Regions from separate parts of the Hordeum vulgare genome. Here region 2 is linked to region 1. The links are chromatin contacts, called in public Hi-C maps. All regions are on one chromosome and are shown on one strand. The core of a region is the stretch at or near the end of the contact, and the rest is flanking DNA. Distances in the headings are between cores, read along the strand shown.

Region 1 (7,104 bases), core at 3,395-5,894:
CTTCGCGTGTCCCCTACGTGTCCCAGCCGTGTCCTCCCTTTTCTTTTCTTTTTTTAATTCATAATTCAGGAAATACGGCGGGATACGCGTATCCCCGCGTGTCCGAGCGTATCCCCGTGTCCGACCGTATCAGCACGGGGATTCGGCAACTTCTGCCGTGTCCATGCTTTTTAGGTTACAACTGCTCAAAATGCCATTGTTCAGTGAGATGCTTGCTAAAAATTGCCATTGGACACAAAAAAAAAATGCAATTAGTCACTGTTACTGTCAGGTCTAACACGTTGACCATGTTATATGACCAAAATACCCCTAGACTCACATGTCAGCTCTCTCTATCTCACATGATAAGGGTGGGCCCCACTTGTCTGGAGTAAGCAAGCGGATAATTTTAGAGGAAATAGGAAAGTTGTTGGGGACCGAGTGGGACCCACACTTCACACTAGTGGGATAGGGAGAGCTGACATGTTGGCCCATGGGTATTTTGGTCATATAACATGGTAAATGGGCTTTGAGCTATTGCACATTCATTGGTAATTTTATTGTTTTTGACAATCAGATCGTCCCAGATAAGTGCAAGTATACTGTATTGTCTACAAAGGTCGAAATACGCCTGGCAAAAGCTGAGCCAGTAACTTGGACATCACTGGATTATACTGGTAAACCAAAGGCTCCTCAGAAGATAAATGTACCAGGTAATTCCTTGAGGGCTGAATGTGAGCAAAATTATAGGCTTGTCTAGTGGGAAAACCTTGCTGTGATTGAACTTCTGTATTGATTATTACTACATCTGACCGACTCTTCTATGGTATTTGAAGTAGTTGTTCTACAAGTTTTTCTTATGAAAAATAATCACCTAAAATATTTTAAATCTGCTGGACATTACCAGCGCCAACTTTGCTCAAATTTATGGCATGTTCCTGACAAGATGGTCAACAAGAATATGGTGATTTCTGTACCAAGTGAGAAAGATACTGTCATGCACACTGAGGGTAACAGATCTATGAGAAAATTATATGAAATGTTAGATGGCGCTGACTCCTAAGTGTATGTAAACAAACGCAACACATTTACTATTTCAGTCCCAGGCTGTTTATGTAGCCCTCAAGCTCGCAGAATGGCTACTAAGGTAGTTTAAGCCTGAACCGTGTATGTGATTCTGGGTTCTTAGATGAACAGCATACCGTGTCTCAGTTCTATACAAAACTGATTTCTGGGTTAGTGTTATATTGCATTGTCTTCCATGTGTCACTGAAACATTCCATGTATTCCTTGTTTTGCAGCTGAATCAGCCCAGAGGCCATCTTATCCTTCATCAAAATCCAAAAAGGACTGGGATAAGCTTGAGGCTGAAGTGAAAAAACAGGTTTGTGTGTGTGCAGCTGATATCATCTTTCAGCCTTTCCTTTCACTACTGCCCTAGTACCTACCATGGAAGTTTCTCATGATTTTGAGCTTGTTTCAGGAGAAGGATGAGAAACTTGACGGTGATGCTGCATTGAACAAGTTTTTCCGTGAAATTTACAGTGATGCTGATGAAGATATGCGTAGAGCAATGATGAAGTCCTTTGTAAGTGCTGTCTCCATCCTCTTGGCTCCCCTTTTGTCAATTGACCTGTGTTGGCAAAGATCGCAACTGAGATCATACTACTACTTGCTGTCTCAGGTGGAGTCTAATGGAACCGTTCTCTCAACCAACTGGAAAGATGTCGGGAAAAAGACGGTTGAAGGAAGCCCTCCTGATGGAATGGAGCTCAAGAAGTGGGAGTATTAATGAAACCAGATCATCCATGTTGTAAATCCTGGTCGTAAGTGTTAACATGGCTGCAGACTTGCAAATCAATGTTGGTCGGATTATGTGTGTCTTCATTCTGTTTCCGTATTTGTAAGCTGTTTGCGTGGCAGGTTAGCTTTTAAGTACTTATCCTAGTTTTGCGAGCTACAGTTGGTAATGGAGTAAGCCCATACCTGTGCATCTGTGGTATGGAAGTGCAAAACGTCCGTTGTAACTGGTGGCAAGACTATCAACTGTGGAACGGTGCTATTTTTTGTCTGAAATCTGTGCTTTTTTTTAAATTTAACTCTTCATTCTTGTTTGATCAGTTTGATCACATCAATCTTCAAATTTTATGTAATCTGATTGTCTCGGAAAATTAGAAGTTAGTAAGTGAATTTCATTACGGGCGAAAAGAGCGGAATCACTATTGTAGTAGCGGAGCACGATTTACCGAGACCTTCCGTTTGATTCAGGAAGGTTGGCTAGTTCTTATTGATTTGTCGTGGTCAAATGCTCAGCCCTTGATGAACTACAATTCCATGTATACAAGACTACTGGTCAGTAGGCAGCCGTTGACTGGAGCTACATAAGAAATCTTCATCAATTTTGTTGAGTGGGATCAAGCACAAAACGCACATCAAACGCATATACATGGCTGCTTGCCTGCTGCGTGACCCCTCCTTCGCAAATAGGTGAACAAAGGGTTCCCTCAAAAAAAAAAAAAAGGTGTGAACAAAGGGGCAAAAAAGTTGTCAATCGGTGGTGCCTATAGGTTATAGCTACAAATTTCCTCTCCAGCTATAGCGAGAGCCGTCGTCCCAGGGCGCCATCCTCGTCGAAGACGTGATCCAGGTCGCCATCCACGGGCGCCAACAACTCGTCCAGGTCAAGCTCCGTCGGCCAGAAGTCGCTGCCGTCATCCACCGCCGCATCTTCAGTGGTACCGTCCACCGCCATGGACGACGTCTCGTTGCTTTCATCCTCGCACCTCACCGGCTCGTGGGCATTGCCGTGTCTCTTGGGCGAGGTGGTCGTCGTCGTCACGTGGTCCTCGGCAGGGGTGGACTTGTGGCGGGTGGTGCCGGCGAGCGCGTTGATCTGCGTCGGCACCGGGTGGCAGTGCTCGGCCATGTAGGTGATGACGAGCACACCGGGCTTGGCCGGGCTGCGCTCCACCAGTTTCCGGGCCATGCATCCCTTCATGCTGCTACACTTGTAGTATCCCCTGTCACCACAAAGCTAACAAATTTCAGTATGCGGACCAGGATTACCGGTGCTTCTATACGTATACTGATTACGTATAAGATAGGTAGCAGTACGGAGGGCCACTTGAGTACAGCAGTACCAACCGGAGTATGCGTGTTGTACTGCAAAAGTACAGGTGACGTGTAGCGGCCAAAACGTGATGCCAAATTGGCAAGGTGAGCGGCTAACATCTACTAGTAAGTTCTAAGCACCAGTTCATATGCATGTTAGGCGTAATTATATGTACTGTTCGTAACTACAGTAGTACTATATCCAAATGAGAAATCTGTGTAAACCTTGACTCATCTTATGAGAAATCAGTTGTTGAGAATCTGTTAACAGCAGTACTGTAGTTTTTTTTTAGGGAGATGCACGGTGTATGGAAGAGACGCGTGGAAACGGGCCGGTGGAAGTGGTTATAGTTAGTTAATTACCGGGGATAAGGCGAGCCCTTGATGGGCTTTTGACCGTACTTGCGCCACGCCCAAAGGTCGGAGGAGACGCCGCCGTCGGCCACTGGCACCTCGCGCACCTCCTTCTTCAGCTGGCTCTTCTTGCTGCTCACCACCAACACCACCAACAACACCAAACAAACAAAATCACAATTTGCACTGCATATACGATCGGGCCGGATGCAGAAATCAACTTGGTATGTAACGTAAGCAGTACCTTCTTTTCGGGCGCGGGGTGGTGGTTCGTATGCCGGGCTTCCGGCCAGGCGGCACCCGCGGGCGCACGCCGGACGTGGACGCGGCCGCGGGGAAAGAGATCATCATCTCATGGCGGTCATCCACTGCCGCCCACGACTGCGGCGACGGTGCCGACAGCAAGAAGGGCTTGTGATCCAAGTCCAGGTACTCGAGGCCGTAGAGCGACGGCGCGTCCTTGGCCGCGGATGCAGGCCGGAGCACGTCGCCGCGTGGTTCCCGCTTGACCGTCGTCTCCGGCACCGGCGCCGGAGACGGAGAAGGACCCGCGCGGTCCTGGGGGTGGGAGGAGAAGGTGGTGCAGCTCCTGACGACGGCCTGCAGGTCCCAGTCGTTGAGGTGCTCCATGCGCAGAAGCAGGCCGCACATGAACGGCGAGCAGGGATTTGAGCTTGGAGAGGTTTGACGAAGTGATCTAGCTAGGTCGAGAGGTAGAGAGGAGGAGGAGGACGGCTGGGTTCTGGCCGGCGCGGGATAGGGTTGACTTTGAGCACTGGCAGGCCGGTCCGGGCAAATATATACGCGTACGCCTGTACCACTGCTACATGGTGTAGTAGACGCGTAGTATGCTGGGAGGACGGACGGACTCTGGCCTCTGGGTGGATGATTCGAGGTCGTCCAGGAGGAGCGAGAGGAGTGGCACGAGGGCGATGACTCGATCCCTGTAAAGTCAAAGGCAAGTGGTGGGCACGGCGCGCGCTTCGCAGCAGCAAGCGCAGGGGATAAGAGAGGAGAAGATCGCGTCCGGATTTGAAATGATCAGCCACTCTCCATTGTTGTATTGTGTAATTGTATACGGGGGCGGGGCTCTATGCACGCACGCACGCACGCACTTGTCAAAAGGGCCTTGTCTTCCCTTCCCTATTGTTTCGTTTGACTTTGCTCCAAATGTCAAAAGGGAGAGAGGGCTGAGCTAGAGCTAGAAGAAAAAAGGGTGGAATCTTTGGAGGGAACTCTCTGGCGTCATTTAACTTTAAAGGAGAAGGAGAAGGAGAAGCCACGGACAGGGGAATATAGATACGTAGCAGTAGCCGCGAATTAACTTTACGCTTGCTTGACTCTTTATTTATGCCGATCCTATATTATTGGCTGCGCTTGACTAGCCACTTGGGCGCGTCAGGCGTCGGTTATTCTGGATCTGACCTTGTGTAAATGTCAAAGGGCAGAGAGAGGGAGCCGTGGCACAAAATCTCGCCCATATGCGTCAGATCTCTCAAGCCGTTCGGGGGTGTCGCGTGGGGGCAGAGCGGCCGAGGGCGGCGCTCCAATCGGCGCGGGGATAAGTGGCAAAGCGACGGTGGAGTCTTTTGGCCACGACAAGGACGCGAGAGGGATCGGCCCCTCGGCCGGTGGTCGTCGTCTCTCTCTCTCTTCCTTGCTCGCGTCCCGCCCAGCCGCTGTTGCCGCCGCGCGCTGCTCTGTCTAGTGCGCGCACGCGGGGGCCCGGCGCGCACGCGCCGAGCCCCTCTGCTCCGCTCCGTCCCACGCGCAAATTTTACATCACGACAGCGATGGACAATTGGAAGATAATAAGTAGTACTCGTAATATGGATAACCAAGTGTGCCTGCCTGCCTGCCTGCCTTGTGTTGAATGACAGGTACGCTTCGGTCCGTCCACGTTATCCATGGCTGGCTGGCCGATCGCCACTACTGCGGCTGTTAGGTTTGGGTGTGCAGTCATCCCCTCATCGTGCTTCCCGTTGAGGGCCGAGTGACACGTGATCTCGGTCCGGTTGCCGGTTGCAATCACCCGTCCGCTCCGGCTGGCTACATGGCACATCCATCCTCATCCCGACCCCTCCCGGTAAGCTGGAACATAAAGCACGCCCATGCATACACCAAAAACTTCTGCCGTCCTCTTAATTATTACTGTACCGTACTACCCGTGAAGCTTCTGTGATGGCCAGCTAGGCTGCCTGCATGCTACGTAACGTACGTCTACATATCGAGCCGTATAGAAACTTGGCACGACAGGATTACCACGAGAATGTTTCTTCATTATGCGCGCACTGAAACTCGCTTGCGAAAAGAGTAGCTAGCCGATTGCAATGTTTCAGTCACGACGAGAAGGATCGTTGCTCATAGTGGGCTCGTAGCCGGCGACGCCGACGGCTCTCTCTCTGTCTGTCTTTGCACCAAGTGAAATGGTCCATCCATCCCTTTTTGTGCGTTGCAATCCCGCAACTTGGCCTAGATGCGACTTTCCTTTTTTTACGACGGAATGACCGATGGACGAGCTAGCTGATGCTGAACCTTCGAGAGCAGCGCCTGATCAAGGGAGCCAAGGGGCCTCCGTTGACTTGCCCGGTCCGCCGGTTGCCCGCGGCGACGCGTTACCTTGCACGACGCACACCCTTTTATGTGACTGCTCCAGACACATGGCTGGAGCAGAGAACTCTTCTCTCGGGAATCTGGGTGTCATTAATGCCATCTGATACTGGTGTACTTCTCAAAAAAATACTCTAACAAAGAATATGAACGGTCATAGTGGGAAGTATCATATAGTACTATCATCCATACACCCTTCGTCCACAAATAAGTGTACATATAGATTTGTACTTAGTCAAACTTTTTAAAATTTGATCAACTTTATAAAAAAATAGTAGCAACATTTACGGCATGAAAATGATATATTTGGAAACTTCATGTAAATATAAATCTATTGATACTAATTTGATATCATAAATGCTAGCAACTTTTTAAATAAAATTAGTCAAAGTTTAACTAGTTTGACTGACAAAAAAGGAAAATGTACACTTATTACCGGACGAAGGATGTATGAGAGCAAGTACAATAAGGTACAGTCAACAGACTGTAAGGATTAAAATACTATATTTTTTTTAAGTTGGATGAAAAAGAAGAGGAGAGAGAAGGGAAGCGGGCTCTTCGTGAAGAGCTAGCTCTAGCACGTGCTCCTAGGTGTTTTGTGAGAATGAAAGGTGAATCATATATGATAAAAGTAGTACTCTTTTATAGCTAACTATTGTATAAGCTAGCTATAAGATGGACTATAAGATAGCTTATAGTCAGCAGTTGGCTATTCTATTAACCATGCTCTGATACTATTGTATGATACTGCCTTTATAATGCATAGTATCATAAACTAGTATCATAGATGACCTTATTTATTGACATCCATGAAACATAGAGGGTGCTTGGATCCAAGGGACTAAAACTATTTTGATCAACTTTCATGTTGAAAATATTTTGGTCTGACTTACGGGTTATTTAATATTATTTTTTAAAGTTTTATTCAATAATTAGGAATTAAAAACAGATTTAATTAATTAAATTAAAAAGCTATTATGACATCAGCATGATGTCATGCTGACATCAACAATTGACTGGTCAACTGACCAATGGGTCCCATGCGTCATA
Region 2 (7,104 bases), core at 1,216-3,715, 460 kb after region 1:
TTGCACTCGGTTACCAGAAACTTGGAAAGTCATAATGGCAGAACGAAAAGGATGAATACTCATGCTGAGGCGGCCGACAAGACAATTCTCATTTGCGGCAAGGCCTTCCGAAGCTTGGGCGTGTCAGGCTTTGGCTTCTCCACATCCTTCTCCGCAGAGTCAGTTGCAGCGGCTCGGTCACGCTTCACATATCTGCTGCTGGAGGCTACTGTTTTGCTCGGAGCAGCCGCTGGGTCGTGGCGTTGTTTAGATCGCGGCTCGCGGCGCGGAGGAGGCTGTTCTTCTTCTTCATTGTCGTTTGAGGCATCTTTGCTTTCTTCGCTATCATTAACATTTTCACTCTCGGCACTGCCGCCTTCACTTTCCGCCTGAAGATCAAACTGCTCCCCGTTGGGTACAGGAGAGTGCAAGTTCATCCATTCCTGCAAAGAACAAAGACAACAGAGTCCATCGGACAAGTATGCAGTCACTCGACGAAGACATGAACACAATCGGAAAATATATTACATACCACGTTCCGTGGCTTATTCTGAGCGGAATATGTTGCGGCTCGTTTGGATCCCACGGGGTTGTCGCAAGGCCCGGTGATGCTCTTGATCCATTGGCTTACCATTTCTTCAGAAACTTCCTCAGGGTGCGACCGAGTGGAATCTTTGGAACCAGAGTAATGCCACATGGCATGGTCCCTCGCCTGAAGGGGCTCGATGCGCCGACTGAGGTACGTCTCCAGCAGATCCATTCAAGTCAGTCCATTCCTGACCAAACTGATCACCTCACCCACCAACATCTCCACCTATGCCTTCCCATCCTCGAATACAGTCGGTATTCTAGGGGCAGTCGGACGATCTAAGGTGAAAGGAGGGAGGCCAGTCGACATGTTCGAGGATGCGATATCATTGCAGTAGAACCATGTCGACTGTCAGTTCCGGACCGATTCAGGAAGGGTCATTTGGGGATAAGTGCTCCTACCCCTTTTCTGGATCCCTAAACCGCCACACAATTGGATGACATTGGTCCTAGTGTCCCATGGATTCACTTTTTTCACCGTCTGGGACCGTGAACTGAATATGTGCTTGAACAACCCCGGGTGAGGAGGGTAGCCCACGAAATACTCGCACAAAGTGATAAACGCAGAAAGGTACGCGACAGTATTCGGTGGAAGGTGGTGAAGTTGTATCCCGAAGTAAAAGAGGAAACCCCAGAAAAAAGGGTGTGGAGGCAGAGAAAAACCTCGTTCGACATGTGTGAGGAGAAGGACCCGCTCCCCCTCGCGAGGTGCCGGCTCAAGCTCCCCCTCCGGCAATCTCCAAGAGTTCTCGACCACCATCCCGTTCTCCACGAGATCCAGGACGTCCTCCTTCGTCACGGTGGACGGGAGAAAATACCCCTGTATCCACCCCGATGGCACTGCGGCCCGACCTGGCTTCCTCCCCTTGCCGCCCTTCTTGGCACCCTCGAGCTTGGAGGTTTTGCTCTTCGGCATGGCTGCCGTGGTGAAGGAAATCCTGAGCAAAGCTTGTGGGACGAAGGTGGAGGAAAAGCAAGAAGAGATCAAAGATCAAGGCGCAGCCGTAACCCTAGCCCCAGCCGCATATTTATAGCCGACCGACTCAGTCACCGACTGGTGGGTCCCCCAGATCTCAGCTTATCCCGATATGAGAGGAGACGTGACGCGTGGTGAGGATGATGGTGCGATAATCGATGCGTCGTTGCTCCACTTGCCCTCACAGTTGCGTCATCCCTGCGAGGCGTGCGGAAACCGAAATTTCGAATCCCGTGAGATCCGGGCCTGCCGCAGTGATCCTTCATATCAAAAGATCCCGTCAGTCACTCAGAATAACTCCAAGCATCTAAAATCACTCGGGCACACTTTACAACAGAATCGATCAAGGCGAATGACGGAGATTTCAGTCGACCCGAGTTTTATCAATCCCAGGAAAATGACCAAGGTCAGCACGACTCAACAAGAACTTACATCGACCCCTTCATCACTCGAACCCCGATTCATTCGGGGGCTAATGACGGGGATATGTACCTAGGGCAGGGTCCTACCAATGGTACCTCATTATTAGGCCAAGGGTCACACAGAAGAGTAAAGATCATGTAAGCTCCATTTGGCATAGTGTCCACACGGGGAGAACTATATTATGCACCCCATTAGTTGACGTACTAGTAGGACCTAACTCTCATTAAAAATCGGGATTTTTTACTGTATATAAATAAATAAATTAAGCAAAAGGAAGGAAACGAAATCTGTACCAACCAGCCGTGGTGACAGGCCTTGCCTAACCAGAACCGAAAAAGCTGCAGGGACGAAAGAGAAAAGGTCCCCTCGCCCCAAATCACGGCCCACTTTCCCCTTCCTACCCGTTCCCTTGATTTCCACTCCAAATTCAAACTGGGGGGCGAAAGCGCAACGTCAGTCGAAATCTAGGGTGCAAACCGCAAATCCACTGCTCTCCGAAACGAGAGGCCTTTACTCTACTCCCCTCTTCTACGACTCGCTCCGCCTCCCGTTGTCCCCTGCTCCTCCCCGCTCCTCCCCATTTCCTGCCTTCCTTGCTCCCCAGTCCACCGGGCAGCACCGGCAGCCCGAGCCCTACCTCGCCGGTGGCTATGAACGCGAGCGGGCGCCGGCGCTACACCTCGGAGCAGCTCCTCTTCGATGTCCCCTCCAATGCCGGGACGGCTGGCGGTGCCGGCAGGTGGACCCAGGTACGGCCAACGATTCCTCGAGATCTGCGTGCAGCGCGTGATCTCCGGTCAGCTCATGAATTTGGATTTGGAGTGATTTTGCGTGCAGCGCGGCGGCCTGCGCCGCGGGGACGGGGAGATCTTCGTGTCGGTGGACCCAGCGACGCCGGCACGGCTTCGCGGAGGGGACGCGGCGGCTGGGGAGTCTCCGGGGCAGAGGCACCAGCTCAGCCCCGGGCTGCTCGATCTCCATGCCTTTGATACCGAGCTTATCCCCGATGTAAGACGAGAGCTGCAATTGTTATAAGTACTGCTTCTGTTCTGATGATCTCCTTGTGGCTGCGTTAGATTATACAGTAATATTCTTGATTGTAGGAAGTGTTATTGATCTGACGTTCTGAATCCAGTTGTCGAGGCATGGTCGCATGGGTCCTCAGAAGTATTTTTAATTTTCTCTGGATTATTGGCATATGAAAGCAAACTAAGACTGTTTAGTTTTTGTTTTGGCATTGGTCTTTTTTTAGGTGAATTTCAGCTACTTGTGCGAAATTAAATGTTTGGTACGGTTTTAGCTAGCTGGTGAGACGTGGCAGGTGGCATTGCATCCATAGGTGTTTTTTTGTTGGGTTTCATTTTGGTCATGTTTCTGCCAATGCTGCCCACGCCATGTACTCTGCTTGCAAATATATGCTTCGGCATCTATGCCTTGCATCTATTTTAATGAAGTTATGGCTGAGTTCAACAGGGGATGCAAAGACTGGGAGGTTTTGACCTTCCTTTTCAGGAGAAGAAAATCCGTACACTGTATGGTTCGACATAACTATAAGCTATTGATTTCTGTAAATTTAGTTCTTTAGATTAGATAGTGTAGTGTACTTAATATGCTGATGAAGGATCATTGGTAAACCAAAATATTTTATGTTGCAGCAATGGTCATATAATATTGCCCACATTGTAAATTCTGTATTAACTAGAATTCATATGTACGTACAGTTTCAAGTACAAGGAATGTATGATGGTGCTGAAAAGTTTGGTTATGCCAATGGAGGAGGCTTTGAAGATTCGGATATGAGCTTCGGTACAGACAAGCAGATGAGCAAGTCTGCTGTTTTTGCTGAAAGTAACTACCTCAAGGCCTTCCCTGAAAAAGAGAAGGCAGCACCTGTTGCCAAAATCAAAGTGGTGGTATGTTTGTTTGTCTTGCCCGATGATTGAATCTTTCTCAATGGCTCATACAAAGCTATGAGGATATATACTTTTTACAGTTTTGATGTGTAATGTTAAATGCAGGTGCGCAAAAGACCTCTGAACAAAAAGGAGATATCGAAGAAAGAAGAAGATATCATAGACATTGAACAAAATTCTTTGACTGTCCATGAGACTAAACTTAAGGTTTGTGCCAAGCTTGTTATCTCCATCATTCTGCCTTATTTTTACTTGTCCATATGATCTTAACTTGCTACTGACAGTCTATTCTCATTGCTTCATGCCTGGCACATAATTCTGCAGGTTGACCTCACTGAGTATGTTGAAAAGCATGGATTTGTGTTCGACGCTGTTTTGGATGAGGACGTTTCAAATGATGAGGTGATCAGCAATCCGCATATTCTATATAATTGTAGTATTAGGCATTATATATTTATTCTCAACAACCTGGACTCATTCTATTTACAGGTTTATCGTGAAACAGTGGAACCGGTGGTTCCTGCTATTTTTAATCGTACAAAGGCAACTTGTTTTGCATATGGACAAACCGGTATATCTCCAACATCCTCTAGATGCATGTCTAAAATTGCAGCAGACTAAAGACAACTCCTAACTTACATTGTCCATCCAGGTAGTGGAAAAACCTACACCATGAGACCACTTCCTCTAAAGGCATCCCAAGACATTTTGAGACTAATGCACCATACATATCGTAATCAGGGGTTTCAGTTATTTTTTAGTTTCTTTGAGATCTATGGAGGAAAATTATATGATCTGCTTAATGAAAGGAGGTACATTATACCTAAATCTCTTACGTTTATAAATAAAGTCTATGCAGAAAGCCAATGATGTTTCAGTTCTGAACAATGATTATCTCATGTAGTAAACTTTGCATGAGAGAAGATGGAAAACAGAAAGTTTGCATTGTTGGTTTACAAGAGTACAGGGTGTCTGATCTTGAAACTATCAAGGAGTTGATTGAGAGAGGTAATGCCACCAGAAGTACTGGTACAACTGGTGCAAATGAGGAGTCATCACGATCTCATGCCATTCTTCAGCTTGCTATCAAACGGCGTGTTGATGGCAATGAGTCTAAGCCACCCAGATTGGCTGGCAAGTTGTCGTTTATTGACCTGGCTGGCAGTGAGCGTGGTGCTGATACAAATGAAAATGATAAACAAACAAGGTTATCTTACAAAACTTTCTTCTATGATAGGAGTATACATATGTATTTTGCTAACACTGAAGTGCTTTAAAAAATGTTATGCAGAATTGAGGGTGCTGAGATCAATAAAAGTTTGCTTGCTTTAAAGGAATGCATCAGAGCACTTGATAATGATCAGAATCATATTCCCTTCCGTGGTAGCAAGTTGACTGAAGTTTTGCGAGATTCATTCATTGGAGACTCGCGCACTGTCATGATATCATGCATTTCCCCTAGTTCTGGCTCTTGTGAACATACACTGAACACATTGAGATATGCTGATAGGTAATTATCTTTATTCATTCTTTATGTTGCAGTAGCTGCTTTTTGTCCATGTAACACATGTAACATATTCTCATCTTCAGAGTGAAGAGTCTGTCAAAAGGAAGCAACAGCAAGAAAGATGTGCCTTTGGCTGCTGCACCTTTACGAGAGTCGAGTCCTTCGCCATTGGCTCCGGTTGTACCCTCTTTCTCTCCAGCCGAGGTAATGAATGATATCACTGAAAGGGGTAAGTTTGGTTGGCCCAAGCAGCAGTATGCCAAAGAACAGCCATCGCCATCGTATGTGGATAGAATGCCCAAGGGTAGGGAAGACACTGAGTTCAGTTCGGCGAATACTGGTTATTTCAACGAACAAAGGAACAGAGGTACTGCAGCAACAGGCATAGCCGTTGTACCAGGTACACTGTACCAGCAGGGAAGGAAACAGGCACAGAAGGGTAGAGATCCGGCTTCCGAGAATAATATGAGAAATTCTGTTGCTTACCCAATTAGAAGTGCTGTGCCAGACGAAGATGACCATCTGAATGACCTCCTTCAGGTACAGTATTATTGCCTCTGCATCATTTCGTTTATACAATATGACCTGGGTTAGGTTTTGACGTTTGTTAACTGGTGCAGGAAGAGGAAGATTTAGTTAGTGTTCACAGAAAGCAGGTGGAAGAGACCCTGGACATAATTAAAGAGGTTAGTCGCCTAGAATGGTAAATTGCGTTACCTGTAACTGGTCATCGTATTATCTTGCCGTAACGTGTGAATGGCCCCTTGTTTGGTCAGGAGATGAACTTACTAATAGAAGCAGATCAGCCTGGCAACCAACTGGACGACTACGTTACAAGACTAAGCGGTATCCTCTCACAGAAAGCTGCTGGAATTGTGGATTTACAAGATCGTCTGGCACAGTTCCAGAGGCGCTTAAACGAGAATAGCGTGCTGCTATATTCCGAGTGCCCTTGATCATAAGAGCGGCATATTCGTCGCTACCACGTCTCCGAGGGTAATGAGGAAGTTGGGGACAGAGGCAGCAGAGTCTATCTGCCCCCATGAGCTCTGCACCGACGCGGTCTCGCCTTGCGAACGCCGGTGCCGATGCAGTTCTGAACCCATAGATGCGGCGAAAGCAGAACTAGATGGCTAGTCGACTGCTGCTTTACGGTGGCCTTCTCCGTAACATATTTGTTCCCGAGTCTCTCCATTGTATGCGTGTGCTTCGTACTTCAGTTTAATCCATGTGTATGTAGATCCGCGTCACATGAGTACCCTGCTATTTTTTCCCGTGCATGAAGACTCCGGTATGTCGTTGCACACGTACCTTATTTATGTAGTTACCTCAAGTTGCAGTGTTCTCGAAACAGCCTTTCGTCCCGCTTTATAAATAAAGCATCAAGTCTATAACTAGAGGTACCAACATAAAATCCACTATCTGCCGGGGCCACAACACAAGCAAACCCAAAAAACCCGAAGAAGAAATGAAAAAAAGGCCACCAAATGGTCATATCATCTGGCAGAAGGCGGTTGGGCAAGACTGCGAGCTGAGGTGTGAAACGCATTCAACATCCGCCCAAGGCGCGCTTGATCCCTTGACCTAACCAACGGGTGCCAGTGCTGCAGGAAAATGAAAATTTTGAAAAAAGCATCAGAGGTGTGCTGCAAGAAAATCCTCTTAATCACCATCTTATTTCTCGTAGTCTAAAGGATCCATGACATCGTTGTGAAGAT

The links. A called contact is a pair of places that touch in the nucleus more often than the background predicts.
Region 2: a contact with region 1 is called in a Hi-C map of leaf, with 8 times the contacts expected there. The contact joins the promoter of LOC123443919 here to the promoter of LOC123443918 in region 1. A contact is called at or near these places in 4 of 6 Hi-C or Micro-C datasets (leaf and seedling) and 1 of 1 datasets of contacts at active chromatin or transcription factors (embryo).

Annotation. Positions count from the first base shown.
Region 1 is chr3H:380,860,884-380,867,987 of MorexV3_pseudomolecules_assembly, forward strand. It overlaps LOC123443918 (WRKY transcription factor 22-like), which reads right to left and starts at 4,645. Exons shown (of 3, transcript XM_045120481.1): 1 at 3,689-4,645; 2 at 3,454-3,576; 3 at 1,859-2,999. The coding sequence starts at 4,095. The coding sequence ends at 2,573. LOC123443917 (protein SGT1 homolog) reads left to right here. Exons shown (of 10, transcript XM_045120480.1): 7 at 557-692; 8 at 1,281-1,363; 9 at 1,463-1,567; 10 at 1,664-2,055. The coding sequence ends at 1,771.
Region 2 is chr3H:381,324,152-381,331,255 of MorexV3_pseudomolecules_assembly, forward strand. LOC123443919 (kinesin-like protein KIN-13B) reads left to right here and starts at 2,466. Exons shown (of 12, transcript XM_045120482.1): 1 at 2,466-2,715; 2 at 2,804-2,974; 3 at 3,688-3,879; 4 at 3,985-4,086; 5 at 4,204-4,281; 6 at 4,369-4,450; 7 at 4,532-4,691; 8 at 4,784-5,086; 9 at 5,171-5,389; 10 at 5,470-5,926; 11 at 6,007-6,072; 12 at 6,163-6,737. The coding sequence starts at 2,617. The coding sequence ends at 6,342.